Regions from separate parts of the Gossypium hirsutum genome. Here regions 2 and 3 are each linked to region 1. The links are chromatin contacts, called in public Hi-C maps. All regions are on one chromosome and are shown on one strand. Each heading gives the region's core, a stretch centred on a gene start, on an enhancer-like site or on the middle of the called end of the contact. The rest is flanking DNA. Distances are from core to core; before and after follow the strand shown.

What was found. Hi-C and Micro-C count contacts between places; a contact is called where the count stands out from the background.
Region 2: a Hi-C map of hypocotyl shows a contact between it and region 1, with 1.9 times the contacts expected there. The contact joins the promoter of LOC107918724 here to the promoter of LOC107920006 in region 1. A contact is called at or near these places in 5 of 34 Hi-C or Micro-C datasets (anther, callus, hypocotyl and 2 more).
Region 3: a contact with region 1 is called in a Hi-C map of leaf, with 3 times the contacts expected there. The contact joins the promoter of LOC107920365 here to the promoter of LOC107920006 in region 1. A contact is called at or near these places in 9 of 34 Hi-C or Micro-C datasets (callus, hypocotyl, leaf and 1 more).

Annotation. Positions count from the first base shown.
Region 1 is chrD13:10,863,192-10,865,995 of Gossypium_hirsutum_v2.1, forward strand. It overlaps LOC107920006, which reads right to left and starts at 1,381. Exons shown (of 11, transcript XM_041110241.1): 1 at 1,217-1,381; 2 at 347-650. The coding sequence starts at 629.
Region 2 is chrD13:11,242,828-11,245,527 of Gossypium_hirsutum_v2.1, forward strand. LOC107918724 (protein NRT1/ PTR FAMILY 4.6-like) reads right to left here and starts at 1,349. Exons shown (of 6, transcript XM_016848311.2): 1 at 1,200-1,349; 2 at 984-1,089; 3 at 667-884. The coding sequence starts at 1,202.
Region 3 is chrD13:11,315,755-11,318,473 of Gossypium_hirsutum_v2.1, forward strand. It overlaps LOC107920365 (5'-deoxynucleotidase HDDC2), which reads left to right and starts at 1,296. Exons shown (of 8, transcript XM_016850046.2): 1 at 1,296-1,818; 2 at 2,104-2,228; 3 at 2,550-2,587. The coding sequence starts at 1,561.

The DNA of each region.
Region 1 (2,804 bases), core at 131-2,630:
AAACTCTTGTCAAGTTGAAGTGTATCTAATGTAACTACAGAAGAACTAGGGCATTTACCTTTGTGGACACACTCTAGTTTCCAGAAGTTGTAAATCAGCAACAAAAACAAACATCAGAACATTGCTCTTCCACACAACCATAATTGTTCGGATTTTAAAAGCATATACTATGGAGTCATAACTCAAAACAAGGACCACTTTTACAAGTTGAACTTTTTCAAAGGAATAAGGCGAGGCGAGAAAAAGGAAAGAAAATGAGTAAAAGCCAATCATTAAAGCTATATCTAGAGACAGATCCAAAAATATTGTTTACATTAGCTACCTTTAGAGGTTAGTATACACTTACTATATGGAATGGTGATCCATCCATCTTCTTCACAAACATCAATGTGGTTCTCTGGGACAGAAGATTTCTTACCACTCCCAACACCAGCATTATCACCTAAATGTCCATTGGTTTCGGCATCATGGTTTTCAACTGTAGGGTACTCAGGTAATGGATCTTCACCAATAAGCCCTTCTAAAGATGTTGCAGAACTCGAAACATAAGTAGATTCCGCCACCTCTTCTTGTACTGGAGGTGGCTCTGGCACTGCCTGTTGATTGGACCGCAACAGCAGAAAGTTCATTATTTCCACCAAAATCAGCTTCTGCAAAATCAAACACCAAAGACACTTTACAACTCGAATACTAAAAGTAAAGTTGCAACAGGAAACAAGAACGCCACCAGAACTGGTGCATCTGATGCTTGTATCTCATTCAGAATCAGTCTCGATTTCTCACATGAAACTGAAGATTAAATGTAAAGCAAGCAGCATGATCAAAACCACTCAGAGAACATTCCCTTTTCCTACAATAACCTTAACTACATAAGCGGATCTTGCCCTTAAGTCTAATAATTACCTTGAATTTCAGCTTTCCGAAGTTCAGAATAAAGTTGAAGTAAAAGAAAACAAATATAAATAATTCAAACAAAGTAAAATCACTGAAATAAATCCTTTTTACACTGGATTAACCATGAACAATCTAAATTTCCTCATCATGAAAAATTTATAACCAAGAAATTCCAAAGCAAGACAAAATTCAAAAAAGAAAACGAAGAATGAAAAGAAAAAAGAAAAACAAAAATGCCATTGAACAATTTGCTTTCGATCAGACATAGCAAAGAAATTAGTCAAATAGATGATGAGAAAAAGGAAATCCTATATTGTTTTACCTGATCGGAGATCAAAGGCTGTGGAGGGTTTTCGTTTTCTTTTTCGTTTTTTTTTTAATTGTTTTTTGCCTGGTGCCTGGGAAATGGGAGATCCAATTTCCTGACGGGACTCTATAACTTGATCGGTTGTTCGATCTCGTTCTAGGTCGTTTGATTATTTTTTCGGTTTCGGGGTTGACTACCTTCTGGCCCGAGTTAGATCCGTACGAAATTAAGCCCTCAGCATTTAGCCCATCCCCATACAGCAATTGCCTTTTGCAGCCCAATCCTTTTCCTTTTCTCTGACATTCTAATCGGATTCAACCCAATTAAATTTAGAATCGAATTACGTAAAATTCATAGGATTTTTGAAATATAAGACTACAGAAATATCGAGTATGTTACATTACCCCATTCGATTCATTTGGCTGAAAGAAGATTTTTACATGTGATTGACGACATATACTATTACCTACAAACATATTTTACTAAATTGACATTGTTATAGAATTTATTTGTTTAGTTCCTTTAATTTTTTTCTTAATTTTCATAAAATTATTATAAATTATGATAATTCCTATTTTTATTATAATTTATATATTGTTAAATTCCTATTTTATTATAATTTACATACTATTAAATAAATATATGATGTTAAAATCAATTTATAAATTATAACTGTATATCATAATCATAATTAATATATTAATAAATAAAATTTTAGAGTAGACATAATAATTATAATTTTAAAGTATCAAATTAATATTTCAATGTTAAGAAAAAAAATATTATTGTTTTTAATTAAACTTAAATTTTATTTGAACAAAAAAGGACAAAATTTATTAAAATAATACAAATAGAGGGTAAATTAGTCCAAAATTTAATATTACACCCATAAACAAATGTAAGAATTAATTGTATTGACATTACACCCTATATTACAACATATTGGGACTATCTAGGAATGTAAGATTATAGGGTGGCTGGAATGTTAAGAATTCAAATTATGTAATCTTATTCCAAAATGTGAGATTACATGGTATAATGTTATATTCAATGAATCAAACACACTCTTAGCATTGCTTCTTCTTTTTTTTTATCTATAAGACTCAAACTCAAAACTTTACTTAAGCAACACCGAGTTCCTTACCACGTTATCTAATAATCAGATAACTTTTTTTTCTCTACTTAAGCTCCTTTTGGATGTTGTTTGGCTCTAGTGAGATGAGATTTCTCTCAATTTTTGTGCACTCGCACCACAATAATCTCTTTGGGAAAAAATGCTTTTATTTGGTCAAGACACTCCCAACGCACTACAACTCTAGTTTTCCACTAGGGTGTAAAAGCTATGCATACAAGATTTTTTGTTCTTTTTTGGAAAGTAATTGTTTTCATTAAAGTTGAAAAGAGGATACACAATGAAAAGAGAACACCCATGAAACATTAGTGGTTTGAAGAGAAAAAAACCCCTACAAAAACAGGATACATGATGAAGATAAAACATGGTACATGAGTTGTAGAGTAAGAGACAAAAGCATCAACGGTTTGAAGAACGTGGGGTACAAGTAGTGGCAAAGCCAAAGGGCTAGCAGGGGCTCAACCCCCTCTA
Region 2 (2,700 bases), core at 99-2,598, 380 kb after region 1:
CGCGTTGGCTTTATCGTGTGCTTTATTAGATACTATTGAAGATCAATAAGACAAGATAGATGTTACCATCTGTGCTGAATTTGAGAAAACAAAAGTATCCTCTTGTTGCAACGCGTACGCCACATAATACTTTTACCCTCCCCCCCCCCCTTTTTAAGGCCAAGGCGTTGGCTTCCATTGGCTTACGTTCCAGGGGGACCCCAACACAAACACTGGCCTACTCCACGCCCCCACGTCTGAAGTTTGTCATTTTATATAAAATTTGATGCTCTTTTGAAGAATATTTCAAAGCCTTAACCAACATAATCAATAGTTGTTGTAAGCTTTTTTTTCATATGATGAAAGATGATAAACAGACCCTTTTATTGGTTTTTGTTTTGTTTTTGGGGTCTGAGAGAAGAAAAAGAGAGAAATTTATGGGACATTTATCACGAACACCTCGATGGTTGTACCTAAACAGACGGTGTTCCTTGGATCTATATGCCAAAGAGCTTGCGCCTGTGACAGGCCCTTAGGCCTTTAATGCTTCTACACACGGATTTTTGTCTTTATTTTTCTTTTAAAACGGTATCCCATATCAGGTTTCATGCAAAAAATAATAATAATGCAAGTGACATGCAAACTACGGGAAAAAAAAACAAGTTTCAGAAACGGTGAAATTAGTACCAGGAATTCGATGAGTGCGCTTATGAGGTAGATGTGGTAAGTGGTGAAGAAGGCATCAGACAAGAAGCCACCAAGGAGAGCCAAAAGGAAAGCAGTTCCCATGAAATTGGTGACATTGTTTGCAGATTTTGATGGAGATAAGTGCATGTACTTTGACAGATACAGCACCAGGTTGCTTGCATTTGCCAAGTAGGCCAAGTTCTCCAGCACTTCCACAACTACACACAAACACATAGGATCCATCATTAGAACCATATGATAGAACTATAAAAATTAAAAAGAAGATAAAAATAGCATTTGTGGGAGTGAAGACTAACCCAAGGCAAAGGAAGCAGCAAGCATGCCACCATGTTTGCCCCTTAAAGCAGGCTTATTCCTCCAATCCACATACCCTTCCCATCTGGTATTCTGATACCCTCCTTCCTACATTAAAAACTCATCATAAAAAAAGAGTTAGTAACTAAGAAATTTCTTCTTGTGTTTCTGTTAGAATGAAACAAAAAGGCAAGAACAAAGAGAAAAGGGGAACCCACCATTGCTTTTTTTGTTTTTGAACTTGTATAGGATATGAGGTGAGAGAAGTGAAGATTTGAGTTGAAAAGCAAGGGGGGATGAGTGGTGGGGGTATTTAAAGAGCATTAGATTCAACTTGGAGGGAGAGAATGGTCTAAAAAGCCATTTAGAAAATGACTTTGATGGATCCCCCTTTGGAACTCCTTTTGCGTTTACTAAGAATTCTTCTTTTCTATTTTGCACTTTCTTATTCAAACAGACCCCCCCCCCTTTTTCTTTAATGCATTAAAGTCAAGACTACTCTATCTCCATGTGAATACACAGGTTCTTATTATCAAACATTACTTACTATAGGTTACAATTAAATACTAGGTGAGAAGTATCCGATCCTCTTCGAAGTGTCTAAATTATTATAAACAAAATTAACCATGGCAAAATTTAAAATAAATATAACTTGAACAAAAATAATAGTAAATAAAAATGCATTAATTAAAACATAATTAAGATAAAGAACACGTAACAACAACATAACCCTGTGATCTCGAGCCTTGACTTTTATGAGTTGAGGAATTTATGAAGTAGATAAGGATTGAGCAATGCATATAACCAAAATTCATCTATTTTTTACACACATAAAATCAATCCATGACGCAATTTGAAAATAAATTATTAAAAGAAGCAATGGATTTATTTATTTATCATTATTATTACTGAAAGACAGTATGACCACCGTATGAGGGATAAAAGGAATAGTGATGAAAGATGCAAATTGAGTCAAAATTTCGCATCATCTTAAGTTATATATCAACTTATAATTTGAATGAAGAAACAACTGAGAGAAATATTATTTATTATATTTACTCATAGTTTTAATATCTCAACTTTAATCTCATAAATTTTACTTCTTTTACTTTTATGATATTATTAATTTTGATTTTATGAGTTATTTTCATTAAAGTGATTTTTTTCTTTAAAAAATTTTAAACATTCTATTAACATATAAATTTATTATCGATTTAACATTGTTGATTAGATTTTAACATTACTTTAATTGTGTGATTGAATATATTTTTTAAAAAAAATAGTGTGAGGGACCAATTTATATCAAATTAAGTAAAGAGATTAAATCTCAAATTTTAATACAATAGAGGATTAAAACCATAATTAAACTAGCAGATGGAAATACTTAATCTGTCGATTACTCTTAAAATTATAAGTACTCTTCACAACATATAGCGACGACGGCCATGTGATATTTATAGTTTGTGCTTTAACATAATGTTTTTTTTTCAGAATTGACATAATTATTACAACTTTTATTGACAAAAAAATATTACAATTTTTGGAAATCTTTATATATTACAAAAACGAGCAATATTGTTTCTATAATATATATATATAGTTTCAAAATCAACGGTTACGAGGTAAAGTTAATTAAATGATTTGTAATTAGTTAAAATATGACTTGATATTTTTAAATGACGTAATTTATTCATTTGATTTGTTGTATTTTAAAATATT
Region 3 (2,719 bases), core at 46-2,545, 450 kb after region 1:
TTTCATAACTCAAGATAACATAAAAATAACTTATATAAAATAAAAAATTATGCTTGCATTTGAACTAACTTATGAACAGAAATTTCCTCTGAACATTCATTTATTTCAGCAGACTCATGTGAAAAGATTAAAAAATACTTGAAAATTTTAAAAATTCCTGCAAATATTGCCTTACCCCCTCTTTAAACAGAAACAATGTCATCATTGTAAAAACAAAGTAATGAATGAAAACTAAACACCAGGTTAGGTTATAAGAAAAGAAATGTGAGTCATAAAGACTACTCATCATAATTGAAAATTCTGATTTCTTCATAGTATTTGAAGAAGTGGGCATAGGAATAGTCAATTCAAGATCAATACTTGGTTTAACTGGCTCATCAGAATTCAGCTCCACACTTGGTTCAGAGTTGTTTAGTGCTTTTATCGATTCAGGATTGCTCAGTTCTTCCTCAGATTTTGCTTCTTCTGTCTTATCAACTGAGTTAGCTTCCGATTCAGATTTATTTAACGACTCATCAGTTTTTGGTTTGGTTGGTTCACTCGACTCAATTGGGTTCAACTCATGGATATTCTCCACAACCTTTCAAGATCATGCCTTGTGATGCAACCTTGAACATACTGACCCTTCAAGTTTGCTTTTAATTTAACTTAGGCCCTTAAGTAAAATGAAGTAATCAATGATGGAAAGTAGGCACTTCCTACCTTTTTTCTAGCACAATCATGGATCTCATTGTGAATAATTTTTTCAACATTGATAGACTTTTCTGTCATAATTGCATACAACAAAAGCATTCGTTCCATCGAGATGGTAGAACTATGTGAGATAGGCATGAAGCTATATCGAACAAAGTAGAACCATACCTTTGCCAATGACTTTGATTGCACCAAAGCTATCGTTCCATTTCTTGTCGAACGTGCAACAGTCAAAGTCACAACAGTTAATATTATGATATATAAAACATAAATTCTAAAAGCTTTTTAAACAATTACTATGGATTATTTGTAAATTTTAATATTTATAAATCATATTCTAGATATTTAGAGAAGCAAGTTAACTGATAAAGGAATAAAGTTGCTTGAGATTGAATTCAAATTCTTACGCTTACAATGTAATATTTTTACCCCTAAACCAAGGGATTATAGACAAATATAAATGAATTTAGCTAAAATTTGAAACCTATATTTCAAATAAAAAAACTTAAATAACCATGAATTGCCCCATAAACATTTTGAGTTACACCAAAGCCCTAGCTGTTTTAAATAAATTCAATTTAAAAAACAAAAAGAAGAAGAAGAAGAAGAAGAAGTGAAAAACATAATAAAGGAGTTGGTTTCTACGGCCTTTATTTGTTCCTTTTAAAAGGGTCGTATAATGGGATCCGTTTAACGTAGAAGACTCAGAAAGGAAGAAAGCCTGATATTTCGCATTTAAGACCAAAAGTTAATCGGTAGCCCAACCAAATCGGACCTCGTTTCTCGGACCCCCTCCATCATGCAAAGCCATTAAACCAAACCTTTAAAATCTCCGGCGTACGCCCTCCCCTTCCTCCGCCTTCCATTATGGCTTTCTCTGCTTCTCCCCACTGCGCACCTCCCTTACATCGTTTCGGCCTTCGCCGCTTTCCGCCGCCACAGCCGCCGCTCGCTTTCATGCGCTGCCCTTTCTTCTCCTCCTCCTCTCGACCCGTTTACTTCTCCCCGGCTCCCACCCTGAGGATCATCGTCTCTGCCAATTCCAAGAAACCTTACTCCGGGAGATCCGCCGATTCGACGTCGGCCTCCGCCATTGATTTTCTCACATTGTGTCACAGTCTTAAGGTATAAATGAAAACATAAACTTTTGCCGTTCGTTCTGTTTCCTTCACGCTCTGTTTCGATTGAGTATAGTTTAATAGCTCAATTATCTGTTTAGATACCAAGTAAGAGTAAACAAACATGGTCGAAGAGTTACAAATAGAAATTTAAGCTTGGGTTTTACGTGGTAAATATTTGTAGAGCTGTGTTATCTTTGCTTGAGCCCCACCTTTGTATCCCTCTGTCTTCCATTTGAATCATTCAGGGAAGAAAAGACTATAGTTACTGATGACTTTGTTAATCCTATAGACCACAAAAAGGAAGGGTTGGATCAATCACGGGATAAAGGGTCCTGAATCAATTGCTGACCATATGTACCGCATGGCGTTGATGGCTTTGATCGCTGGTGACCTTCCTGGTGTGAATAGAGAAAGGTTCACTCTCATCATAACATATGATATATTTCAGGGCCCATGTTCTTCATTAAGTTATCAACTTCCAAGTTTGTCAATCTGATTTATGTATTTTCTTTTTTCTTTCATGGTAATTGATGGAAATGTTAGGAGGATGAGCTATTTCTTTTGTATTATTTTCTTTGAGCGGATTTAGCTTATAATAGAAGTTGGAGATGAGTTTATGTGATTTTTTATTCTTGCCTTTTCTTTCTTTTCAATTTTTTTTTTTTTTTTGCTTTATGCTTTTGTTGGATGTTATTTAGGGAAGCTTTATGTCTTTTATCCATTCAACTTTTGCAGGTGTATTAAGATTGCAATTGTCCATGATATTGCAGAAGGTACTCTCCTATGTCTGCATCTTCTATCATTATCATTAGTGTACGTCAAATTTGCAATAGCCATGCTATACGAGTACTTTTGTTGTTAAAATCAGTAATGGTACAGAAGTTGTTTTCCTCAAAAGAAGGAAA